Regions from separate parts of the Triticum aestivum genome. Here region 2 is linked to region 1. A link is a contact called in public Hi-C data. All regions are on one chromosome and are shown on one strand. Each heading gives the region's core, a stretch centred on a gene start, on an enhancer-like site or on the middle of the called end of the contact. The rest is flanking DNA. Distances are from core to core; before and after follow the strand shown.

Region 1 (6,740 bases), core at 1,789-4,288:
ACATCCTATATGAAAAAAATTTAAATCAAGAGAAGGTGAAAAAATCAGAAATAAACTTGACCTTCGGTTGTACTTGTATTAAAAGTTTTGCTAAGAAAAAACTCCTGACGACTTCAAGGCGAGAACATAAAATTTTGAGGATAGAAAATGTGAATACAAGCGTGTATATAGTGTTGATTTTTTTTCTCACCGAGAATACCGCGGAAGTCATTCCTCAGTGATTTTTTATGCAAATAAAACATATGGTCAAATTTGCTTCTCAAAAAAGTCATTCATCGGCTTCTTATACTGCTCTGATGACACGTGAGATGCTGAAACCCACTATGAGATCACATGAACATATATATCACTGATGCCCGTCGCTTCTCCTCCGGCTTCAGTGGTGTGTGCACCCTGGATCTGCCGACGAGATCAGGTGAACATTTTTTCCTTTCCCTCAGTGCCCAACACATTGATGCGTGTGGCGGCAGGGGGGGGGGGGGGGCTTTGTTGGGCTAATGGTGCTTCGTCTTCGTTTTTGGGTCGTCGATCCTTCGGGATCAATGTAGTCGAGACTTCACAGCAGAGATCAGTGATTTACCGGCTGCCTGTGTGGATACACGTTTATTGTTCCAGTGATGGCGCAAAACTCCAGCGGCAGCAAACTTCAGCGCATCCTCGGCATGTACCAGATGAAGGATAACCTGAGGAGTCAATTATATTTCCATTTCCTTTTGGATATTTCTTATAATGCTGATGTTTGATTAATACATGGGTACAACTCATTTATAGAAGAAAAAAAATCTAGCAATTATTTTGATTTCGGAGTGGTAAAGCGTCTGCATCTTTTTTAGGAAAAAACACCATTTTGTAGTACGTGAGAAAACCCATTGTAGGTTTTACCACATGCTTTTGTTCTTTGGTAATATTTTATTGAATTGTTATGATATTTACCAAAATGTCACAGTTGCTTTCACAACTTTTTTGAGAGATTTCATTTTCATTGAAGAGAAGCGTCTCATTTTGTCGTTTTGGCCGTTTTTTCCAATCACATATTCCACTAGACTTGTCGTTGTTTCTTGATGTTCCTTTTCCTCTACTAGTCAATATGTACGTGCAATGCACGTTAATTTGAAAGTATATTAAGTGTATCCGGATATTAAGTAAGATATTACTTGCGTGTTATTATATGATTAGCACTATATTTGGCATGAAATTAACTGCACGCTAAACGTGTTGAGCGCTCGACACTAAAACAGTCTAAGTCGTTGGATTGACATGATTTGATGGTTGAGATTAATTGGATCTGCCCCTTTGAGTCTTTTTATATTGGTATAGGTGAATTTGTTGAAAGATTAAATATTTTGGTTATTTTGTGATCTCGGCAAAATTATCTTTTCTTGGAGTGAGACATGCGAATAAAAAAAAATCTTTGAACCCTCATGAAATGACTTATCTATACCAATATAAAAAGACCCAAAGGGGCAGATCCAACTGATCCCAGTCATCGAACTAAGTTAATCCAACGACCTAGACTGCTCCAATGGCGAGCGTTAAACGTATTTAACGTGCAATTAATATCATACCAGATATCACACTAATCACAGGATTAACACACAAATAATAGCAGACCTAAAATCCATGTGCAATTAATATATTGCCTAAATATTTAACGTGCATTGCACGTGCGCATTTACTAGTATAAATACAAACTCAATAACTGTCAAAAAACAATATTTTGCTGATCTTACGATTTGATGTTTGTCATGAAACATGCGAATAAAAGATCTTTGAACCCTCATGAAATGATGTGTATAAATACAAACTCAATAATTATCAAAAAAATAATGATTTGTTGATCTTATGATTTTAATGCTTGTCGTGAAACAATGCGGAGAGAGGGGTGGTGCTCGAAGCACTCTCTTAGGCGATGATTGATCGATGGTGATGCGGTGGCTTTACCTAGGTCCAAGCCCCTGTATGGGTAATAGCTCTTGCCTATCTATCTTTATTGTTGAATATAGAGGATTACAATGGCATTTTCGTATCTACTGAGCTAGGGTGTGGGAATAAGCTCCCAAGTATCTTCTGCCCCATGAGGGAGCTTGTGCCGCCCTTATGTAACCGACCCTAGGTTGATAGTTCAATACCGATCTTCAAAAGATATGATATAACCAAGTGATCATGCAGTAATGAGGTGCAAATCTCCCATCAACCATAAAATCCCTAAAGTAGGTCCCCTAGCCCTTACCCCTTACGAGAGTCTATTGTGATGGAGTGTGGTGCGGAACACGAAAGCCCTTAGACACCTAGGCCGGTAATAAGGTTTATATGCCCTTGTGCCGCCTCTCTCTTCGAGTGAGGATCCCTACTCACCGACAAAGATGCTAACTATGTACTTCCTTTGTTCCAAATTACTCGTCGGAAAAATGGATGTATTTAGAACTAAAATACATCTAGATACATCCATACATGCAACAAGTAATTTGGAACGGAGGGAGTACCATGCACTCTGATCATCATATGGTTTTTAATCTGTAAAAACACATGCCGTAGACATATCTACCGTAAAATGTTAGGAGGGCACACAAACAAGGAATAAAAATAGATATATGCTTTCAACAAAATATACAAATGATCCGATTTTTCAAAACTATAAACATAAACATTCTCTTTTCGGGGGAAAGATGTAAATATTTCTAGATAATTTTCTTGAGGCGTCATCCGCCCTCGAATGATTGGGCCAATCTTCAGTGGAAAATCTGGAACACGAAAATTGAAATGCTTGAGCAGCACCAAAAAAAAGATATGGACGTCGGGAGCCAAGAGAGGGATAATGTTCCGAGACCAAGACTGTCCGTGTCATTTGTTCCGCTCGGCCGGCAACAGGAAACACACAAGCAACAACCCAGGCGTAGCATAGTTTACACAATTAACTTTCTTCCAAGAAAGATATACATCGAACTGGGACACGTCAGATCGTCCACGATATCGTAGCAGCTGGACCATACCGTGCAATCTTCCACACAAAGAAACGGAGACCTCACCGGAAAAGGCGTAATTTTAGGCGTACAGAGTCGAAGAAACATGTGAATTCTCCAGCGACTGGGCTTCTTCCCCGAATGGGAATGGGCCGCGTGTGGATGTCGTGTCGCCGGCCACGCACGTCTCGCCCTCCTCCCGACCGACTATATAAACCCCTCCTCTCCCCATCGCCTCCCTCCCTCCCTTCATCTCCCTCTCCGGCGAGGGCACCGCACCATCTTATCATATCATTAGATTAGTGCTACTAGTTTCAATTACCCGCACGCAAAGCTCTCCCTATCACTCTTATCATATACCATCGTCCGGTATCTATCGAAGCAAGGTACGCGTTCTCCTTGATTGGTCAGCATCTCTATCTGTGAATGATTCGTCTGAATTTTGCTTTGGTCGTTTGCTGGATGCTGACGCCGGCCGTTTCAGCTTGCTGTTCTTGTGCTGCAGAAGGGGCGGTCCTTTGAATTTGGTTATCCGAGATGACGGTGACACCGCAAATCACGGTGAGCGACGGGAGGCTGGAGGTCCGCGGCCGGACGGTGCTCTCCGGCGTGCCGGACAACATCACCGCAGCGCATGCTGCCGGGGCCGGGCTCGTCGACGGGGCCTTCGTGGGTGCCACGGCCGGCGAGGCCAAGAGCCACCACGTCTTCACCTTCGGGACTCTCCGGTCAGTATTCTTTGTCCGTGTCTGTTGAGGAAAAGAGATAGTGGTGGATAAATGCGGGGAAGGTGGATGAACACCTGGGCAAACTCTGGAATGCACCATGGATTTCTGACCTTTTTTTTTCTCCTATCAATTGTTTTTTGAGGATTTCTGTCAAATTTTAGGAAGTTGATTTCTGAGCAGTTCCAGTTTTCATTAGTTCATTTCTTCTAAAAAAACCATACTCCAGTTTTCTTTATGAATTTTGTTACAGCAGTTTATTTTTGGCATAGCTTTTCGACTGAGGTTAATTTACATTTCGCTGGAAAAATTGTTGATGCTGCAGCGATTGCCGGTTCATGTGCCTGTTCCGGTTCAAGCTGTGGTGGATGACGCAGCGGATGGGCACCTCCGGCCGCGACGTCCCGCTGGAGACCCAATTCATCCTCATCGAGGTCCCTGCCGCCGCCGGCAACGACGACGGCGACAGCGAGCCGGTGTACCTGGTGATGCTGCCGCTGCTGGAGGGGCAGTTCCGCACGGTGCTCCAGGGCAACGACCAAGACCAGCTCCATATCTGCATCGAGAGCGGTAATGATCAGGAGCTCTTTTTTGTCACCAGATTAGTTGATGTGTGGTTGTGTTTGCACTGGAGCCGTTGCTGAATTCAGTTGTGTGTGTGGGTGAGAGCAGGGGACAAAGCGGTGCAGACGGAGCAGGGCATGAACAGTTTGTACATCCACGCCGGCACCAACCCCTTCGACACCATCACCCAGGCCGTCAAGTACATACGTCCTCCTCTTCTTCCTCCGTCTCTGACTCAAATCAAAATCTAAACTGACACGTTAAAATGTTCCTTATCTGGAATGCAGGGCCGTTGAGAAGCACATGCAGACATTCCACCACAGGGAGAAGAAAAAGGTCCGTACAATTTCTATCATGTTCAACCAGATTGATTTGGACGCGTCCGTGGACGTTTGAGGACCGAATTTGATGTATGCGGTTTTAGATGCTCTGAGTCCACCGCTTGTATCTGATTGGTTTGTGTGCTTGGGGATTGGCCTATGCAGCTGCCGTCGTTTGTGGACTGGTTCGGGTGGTGCACGTGGGACGCCTTCTACACGGACGTGACGGCCGACGGTGTCAAGCAGGGCCTCCGCAGCCTGGCGGAGGGCGGCGTGCCACCGCGGTTCCTCATCATCGACGACGGCTGGCAGCAGATCGGCAGCGAGAACAAGGAGGACCCCGGCGTCGCCGTCCAGGAAGGGGCGCAGTTCGCGAGCAGGCTCACCGGCATCAAGGAGAACACCAAGTTCCAGAGCGAGCATGACCAGGACGACACCCCGGGGCTGAAGCGGCTGGTGGAGGAGACCAAGAAGGGGCACGGCGTCAAGAGCGTCTACGTCTGGCACGCCATGGCCGGCTACTGGGGCGGCGTCAAGCCGTCGGCGGCCGGGATGGAGCACTACGAGTCCGCGCTGGCCTACCCGGTGCAGTCGCCGGGCGTCACCGGCAACCAGCCGGACATCGTCATGGACTCGCTCTCCGTGCTCGGCCTCGGCCTCGTGCACCCGCGCAAGGTCTACAACTTCTACGACGAGCTCCACGCCTACCTGGCCGCCTGCGGCGTCGACGGCGTCAAGGTGGACGTGCAGAACATCGTGGAGACCCTCGGTGCCGGGCACGGCGGCCGCGTCGCGCTCACCCGCGCCTACCACCGCGCGCTCGAGGCCTCCGTCGCCCGCAACTTCCCGGATAATGGTTGTATCTCATGCATGTGCCACAACACCGACATGCTCTACAGCGCCAAGCAGACCGCCGTCGTGCGCGCCTCCGACGACTTCTACCCGCGCGACCCCGCGTCGCACACCGTCCACATCTCCTCCGTGGCTTACAACACGCTCTTCCTCGGCGAGTTCATGCAGCCCGACTGGGACATGTTTCATGTACAGTAATTCTTCTCTTTCTTTCTTTCCTTCCTTCTCGAGTTTAATTAATTTTTCACTGTTTGATCTGACTTTTGACCGATGGATGGTACAGAGCCTGCACCCGGCGGCGGAGTACCACGGCGCGGCGAGGGCCATCGGCGGCTGCCCGATTTATGTCAGCGACAAGCCGGGGAACCACAACTTCGACCTCCTCAAGAAGCTGGTTCTCCCCGACGGCTCCGTGCTCCGCGCGCAGCTCCCCGGCAGGCCCACGCGCGACTGCCTCTTCTCCGACCCGGCGCGCGACGGTGCCAGGTGCTCACCATCATCCTTCAAAGAAATCCTCCCTCTCACTCACGTGAATGGAACTCTCCTAGTAGATTCTATCTCAGTGCCGCTGACATGTGATCCCCTGCTTTTTTCTCTCAGCCTGCTCAAGATATGGAACATGAACAAGTGCGCCGGCGTGGTGGGGGTGTTCAACTGCCAGGGCGCGGGGTGGTGCCGCATCGTCAAAAAGACAAGGATCCACGACGAGGCACCCGGGACGCTCACCGGCTCGGTGCGCGCCGAGGACGTGGAGGGCATCGCCCAGGCCGCCGGGACCGATGACTGCACCGGCGACGCCGTGGTGTACGCGTACCGAGCAGGGGAGCTCGTGAGGCTGCCCCGGGGCGCCACCCTGCCGGTGACGCTCAAGAGGCTTGAGTACGAGTTGTTCCACGTATGCCCCATCCGCACCGTGGCGCCGGACGTCTCGTTCGCGCCTATCGGGCTGCTCCACATGTTCAACGCTGGCGGCGCCGTCGAGGAATGCACCGTTAGGCCGGACGAGGATGACAAGGCCGTTGTGTCCCTCAGGGTGCGCGGCTGCGGCCTGTTCGGCGCGTACTGCTCGCGGAGGCCGGTGAAATGTTCCCTCGACTCGGGCGACGTGGGGTTCGGCTACGACGCCGACACTGGGCTCGTCACGGTAGACGTGCCGGTCCCGGAGAAGGAGATGTACCGGTGGGCGCTTGAGATTCGGGTCTAGGTTGCGGTGGTCGTGGTCATGGCCTCACGGGGAGGCTGAGGTGATCCTAGCCGTTAGATTATTTATTTCCATTGTTGGTGCTTACAGCTTAAGAGACATTGATCGAGAGATGAGA
Region 2 (6,351 bases), core at 2,654-5,153, 210 kb after region 1:
GGATCTGCTCTCACCATGGGCTCGGCCCGGTTCGGTGGGAAGAGGGAGGCCGACAGGGGGGGTGCGCAGCTGGGCCTCGCGCTAGGCCTGGGTGCGATCTGTCGCTGGCGCTCCAGACGAACAGGGAGGCGGCTCAACGTAGGGGCGCTCGGTCGTTCTCCTCGCTCGTACAGGAAGCAGAGGAAGAAGGGGAACGGCGGCGAGGGAGAGACGGAGGCGCAGGGGATGGAGGGCGCGGGACGGCGGCCTCCGACGATGGGCGTCCTTAGAGCGCCGAAATCGGGCGCGGGCAACGCATCTTGAAGACGAGGGTGGCCATGGCGGGTCCCTCCGCAGGTCGACGGCGATGATGTGAGGGAAGGCCCTAGGCGGTGAAGGTCGTTCCCGGCGGCGGCTTGGCGTGCTTCCTGTTGCAGCGGAACATAGAGAAAGAGAGACGCATGAGAGAGAGAGAAGAGAAAGAGGGGAATGGGCGTGGCGGTGCTCATCTTTGGTGGCGAGCTCCTGCGGGCGCCGGCGGCAGCGGTCGGCGACGGCTTGCAGGGGGCTTGGCGGGGCTGTGCTCGAGGTCGTCGGCGCTGCACGAAGATGGAGGAGCTCAGGTTCCTCCCGATCTGGACCTCAAGCGAGGTTGCGGGCGCTAAGACCTGACGAGGCCAGCGCGAGCGAAACAGGGGCGAACAGGGGCCCGACGGCATGCTTCGGCGGGTGATGGCGCGAGACTCGAGGTGGATTCGCCGGGGACTGGCCGGAACGGAGCAGGTCAGAGGGGGTAGTCGCAGATCCGGCGAGAAGCGGCAGCGCTTTGAGCTCTTAAGGGCCGGGAGGCAGTGCACGGGCGCGAGGAAGAGCTTGGTGGTGTGGGAGGATTTGGATCGAGGCAAGGTGGAAGCTGCCGATTGGGGTGGTGCTGAAAACAAGGGAGAGTGGCCGCGGCCGAAAGGGAATGATGGGACAAGCCTCCTCAAATTTAGGGTTGGTCAAATATATATCTCAGGAAGATTAGGTTAGGGGCTATCTCGTCCCTCCGATCAAGATCAGACGGTCGGGAGAATAAACTAGGGAGTCCAAATGAGAAAATGGTGATGTTCTGTAGACGTTTGGGGATGATTCGGATCCAACGGTGACGACTCCCCGGGTCGGGTTCGGGACAACTTCCGGACGCGCGCGAGGGGTTCGATGCACTGCACAGAGAGGGTTTCGGGGCCTGGCAGTGATAGCGGACTATGCAGACGGACTAGAGAGGAAAGAGAGGGAAAACCCGGCAACAGTTTTCGGAGACCGAAAACGTCCGACGTTAGGCCGGCTATACTGCCGCTATAGTTATCCGTTGGGGCATCAAACGATCCCCGAATGCGATGAAACTTGATAGGTGGTCTATCTACACTATAATAAGACCACGTCAACTCTAATCCCATTCCGAGAACATTTTCTGGCCACTTATAAAATAATATTTCGGACATGCCACGGGCGGGTGCAAGTGTGTCTGGGCTCAGAACGGACAACAGAGAGAACTCGAAGACCCGGACGGATGCAAGTTTTCGAAAACATGCAGATGCAAAGCGGATGATGACATGGCAAGATGCAACACGCAAGCGAATGACAAGGCAACAACATCGAATAACTGGAAGACACCTAGCACATCGGTCTCGGGGCGTTACAGGGCGCGCCAAGGGGGGGGGGAATCCTACTCCTAGTAGGAGTAGGTTTCCCCCTTTCCTAGTCCAAGAAGGAGAAGAAGGGAAAGAGGAGAGAAGAGAAGGAAGGAGGGGGGCGTCCCCCTTCCCCTTATCCAATTTGGACTGGGCAAGGGGGGAGGGGCGCCATCTCTGGCCGGCCCTTTATCTTCTCCACCAAGGCCCATTGTGGCCCATTAATCCCCTGGGGGTTCCGGTAACCTCCCGGTACTCTGGAAAATACCCGATACACTTCGGAACCATTCCGGTGTCCGAAATAACCTTCCAATATATCAATCTTTATGTCTGGACCATTTCGAGACTCCTCGTCATGTCCATGATCTCATCCGGGACTTCGAACAACCTTTGGTACATCAAATCACATAACTCATAATACATATCGTCATCGAACGTTAAGCGTGCGGACCCTACGGGTTCGAGAACTATGTAGACATGACCGAGACACATTTCCGGTCAATAACAAATAACAGAACCTGGATGCTCATATTGGTTCCTACATATTCTACGAAGATCTTTATCGGTCAAACCGCATGACAACATACGTTGTTCCCTTTGTCATCGGTATGTTACTTGCCCGAGATTCGATCGTCGATATCATCATACCTAGTTCAGTCTCGTCACCGGCAAGTCTCTCATTCCGTAATGCATCATCCCATGACTAACTCATTAGTCACATTGCTTGCAAGGCTCATAGTGATGTGCATTACCGAGAGGGCCCAGAGATACCTCTTTGATACACGGAGTGACAAATGCTAATCTCGATCTATGTCAACTCAACAAACACCATTGGAGACACTTGTAGAGCATCTTTATAATCACCCAGTTACGTTGTGACGTTTGATAGCACACAAGGTGTTCCTCCGGTATTCGGGAGTTGCATAATCTCATAGTCAGAGGAACATGTACAAGTCATGAGGAAAGCAATAGCAATAAAACTAAATGATCATTATGCTAAGCTAACGGATGGGTCTTGTCCATCACATCATTCTCTAATGATGTGATCCCGTTCATCAAATGACAACACATGTCTATGGCTAAGAAACTTAACCATCTTTGATTAACGAGCTAGTCAAGTAGAGGCATACTAGGGACACTCTATTTTGTCTATGTATTCACACATGTACTAAGTTTTCGGTTAATACAATTCTAGCATGAATAATAAATATTTATCATGATATAAGGAAATATAAATAAGAACTTTATTATTGCCTCTAGGGCATATTTCCTTCAGAAAAACTACAGTGTACCACCCCGCGACAATCCACGCTGCTATCAATGGTTGGGACGATGTACAGAGAAGCAGTGGAGAGAAGAGAGAGGGACGACCACCTCCATCCAACTTGTTGATGCTGCCGTAACGGTGCCCTCTGCCCAACCCCTTTGGCCATGAGGATGTCGGGGGTAGCCGTGAGGATGTGCGCGCCGGGGATGCGCCGGAGGTCGGGAGGGTCGTGAGGATGTGGGCGATGACACGGAGGCCGAGGCGGTCCATGGAAGGTGGGTGGCCGGGATGAGCCGGAGGCCAGTGTCGGCGTGGTAGGCGGGAAGATGAAGGTGGGGGACGGGGATGAGATGGATGCGGCAGCCGCCAACACTATCTGGTTCAAGGAGTCGGGGCTAGACCTAACCACCTTGTGGATGCTAGTTTTAAAATTTTCGCTAGCCCTTTATTACTTTCTTAATTATTGAATTATTAGTTATTATTAATAAAAAGATTGGTCATTTTCGCATTTTTTTAAACATCAATACAGACACAAGCGCTCATATACATACGCATACACTCATCCCTATGAACACACACACGCACGCCCTACCCATATGAGCACCTCCAAAAGACTAAGCCGTCATATCATCTTGAATGCGCATCGCCGGAAATCCTGAAATAAATCCAGGAATAAATGCGAGCATCAGGATTTGACCCCTGGTGGGTTGGAGATACCACAGTCCCTCTAACCATCCAACCACATATTGGTTCGCGGCCATTTTCGCATTCAACATTTGTGTAATGTACGCTGTACAATTTTAGAATACAGATTGAGCTGTACCCCAGGCCCTCAGGCCCAGGGCGTGGAATGTTTTTCTTCTACCTACCTATAGGCTTTGTACTGGGCCGGGATGCAGCAGCCCAACACGGCCTAGGCCCCAGGCACAGAGGGCCCAGTCAACATGTCGACCTAGGTACGCACGGACGCACCGTCTCGCAGGCTTGCAGCAGTCTGGTTGCGCCGCCCTCTGCGACCTAGCTGCCTAGTTGTGGACGTCCGCCGTCCGTTCCCCTCCCGGCCTCCCTTGCCCGCCGGCGTTTCGCCTCGCGCCGGCCGCCGCGCTGCTCCGGCCGGGTGCCGCCGCGCCGCCCTACCTTCTCCGGGCTCTCCCCCGCCCAGGGGGCCAGGACTGCCCCCGCCCCTGCCTCTGCCTACTACTACTTGCTTGCTAGGGCCAGTGCCAGCCGGCCAGGTTGCTGGGTAATTTTCTCACGCAATTTCAGTTTTAGCATGTGTATGATTAGATATGTGGAAAACTGCCACAACCAGTAACCACACTGGAAGAACCAGTTATGTCATTATGTGTCTATGTGTATCAGTGTATGCAGAAGAAAATTGAGTTGAAAATAAAACTGAAGATGAGAGATCTTTTTCGCCGGTTTTGTGTAGTTATGGGAGGCACAGCTAAAGCAACAGTTGATTTGGTACTTTTTTGTATCCAACGTACTATTATCTGTACTTTGACATTTTTTTACCTATTCCTAGGTCGTTAAGCTTCGAGTTAAAATTCATGATTTATTTGGCTATTAGGCTTTATTTCGTATGTTTTCGCATGGGGCATATTTTTTGAAATGTTATGTGATGTATTTCTTGGATGGGTTTGCTTTTGGCTCCGCCACTGCACAGTAGCGCGGACACTTCCTGATTTTTTCTCTGAAACCTAAACGCGAGAGGTCATAGCAGTTACTAATTTCTTTCCAGGAATGCTGTGCTCCGATCGTTCAATAGGTTGAAAATCCACTAGCTTATAGACTATGAAGCTGCGATCTGTAACCAAAAATACTTCAATAGGTTGAAAATTTAATTGCTTCGATCTTGATCTTCAGTAGAGGACAGTGTGATATTTTTGCGTTACAAGGGTATCAGTTGAGATGTTTTTAGCTAAATGAGTAATGTTTAGATTTGTATTAGATTATTAGAAAAGTAGCAAGAAAATGTTTTCAGTAGACCTGAGATGCTCAGCTAGTTTGCTTGCTGAAACATTGACTCTTTAAATAAGACTTGCTGGTGCCTTGTGCCCAGCTGATGGGTTACAGGGTTAGTTGCCTCTTGTATATTAAGAAAAGTGTTCTATTTTACATAAAAAAAAGTGTTCTGTTTTGTAAGTCATGCTTGCAGCAGTACTTTTTTATATTTCCCTAATTACACAATTTCAGGGCATGCCATTGCACTAGTATTTTGTAGAGTGAAAAGGATTTTGCCGTGATATCCAATTAGGCTATTAAATGACCAGGACATCAGAGAACAGAGCCACATATATACTCATATCACATTACCATTGTACTATTGTACCAAATACGTGTGCCTGAAGCAGGTTGAGGTTCTTTCATATCCTGATGCTTATCGATCTATTCCATTGTGATTGCCATATGTTAATTTTAGCTACTTTTGTTCCGTTGTTAACAGTTAACACTAACTATCGTATCTATTACTCCCTCTGACCTTAGTTCAGAACTGCAACACTTATTTTGGATCGGAGGGAGTATATGTTTTCTAGTTATTATTTTAAATACTCCCTCCTTCCATCTATATAGGGCCTAATGCGTTTTTTGAGGCTAACTTTGACCAAATGTTAGAGCAATAATATATAACATGCAACTTACACAAAGCACATCATCAAATTCGTACGTGAAAGGACCTTTCAATGATATAGTTTTCACATTATGCATGTCATGTACTATTAATCTTGTCAATAGTCAAAGGCGGTCTTGAAAAACGCATTAGGCCCTATATAAATGGAAGGAGGGAGTAGGACATTCAGCTTGGGGTATTTTGAGATATGTTTTATTAGAGACAAGATCTGATACTTCACAACACATTTTGTTTGTGTGTTTTCAGCACTTTGTTGCTTCTATGATGCAACATGCTAGAAACCGGAACCTTTAAATTATGTGTGTTATTTTGCTTATGAATGTATGGTATGTAGATGATTGTATTCTGAAGTGATTTACTTATATTTGGAAAATGAATTGGCATTGTTTTGCAGTTTTGTCATGGACTCTAACATGAAGCAGCTTCAAGAGGCTCTGGTTGACATTGAAACTGATGCAGAGCAACTTCTTCTGGCTAGGCATGAGGTGTGTATGGGTTGCAATTTATTCTGTTATTTTTGTCATATATCAATGCTGATATCTTATAGTTTGTTCTTGTGTGAGCATCAGCTTGTGCAAAATGACAAGATGAGGAATGCTAACAGGGAGGCGTTGACAGCCCTCCGGAAAAGAGCCAGGACAACCAAAAGTAGTGTTCCATCTCCCTTTGACGTCGTAATGAAAGAAATGGAAGGAACCTCAGGCAAGCAGCTGGTAAAGGAGATATGCTCGACATGTGGAAACCACGACCCCAAGGAACATACCTGGCTAATGTTTCCAGGATCAGATATTTTTGCC

Evidence for each region. Hi-C and Micro-C count contacts between places; a contact is called where the count stands out from the background.
Region 2: a contact with region 1 is called in a Hi-C map of leaf, with 4 times the contacts expected there. The contact joins the promoter of LOC123060423 here to the promoter of LOC123060420 in region 1. A contact is called at or near these places in 2 of 5 Hi-C or Micro-C datasets (both in leaf).

What each region holds. Positions count from the first base shown.
Region 1 is chr3A:81,864,398-81,871,137 of IWGSC CS RefSeq v2.1, forward strand. LOC123060420 (probable galactinol--sucrose galactosyltransferase 2) reads left to right here and starts at 3,039. Exons shown (of 8, transcript XM_044483133.1): 1 at 3,039-3,346; 2 at 3,445-3,688; 3 at 4,011-4,255; 4 at 4,358-4,448; 5 at 4,537-4,585; 6 at 4,735-5,610; 7 at 5,705-5,907; 8 at 6,022-6,740. The coding sequence starts at 3,498. The coding sequence ends at 6,625.
Region 2 is chr3A:82,076,800-82,083,150 of IWGSC CS RefSeq v2.1, forward strand. LOC123060423 reads left to right here and starts at 3,904. Exons shown (of 4, transcript XM_044483139.1): 1 at 3,904-4,154; 2 at 5,949-6,039; 3 at 6,124-6,351. The coding sequence starts at 5,956.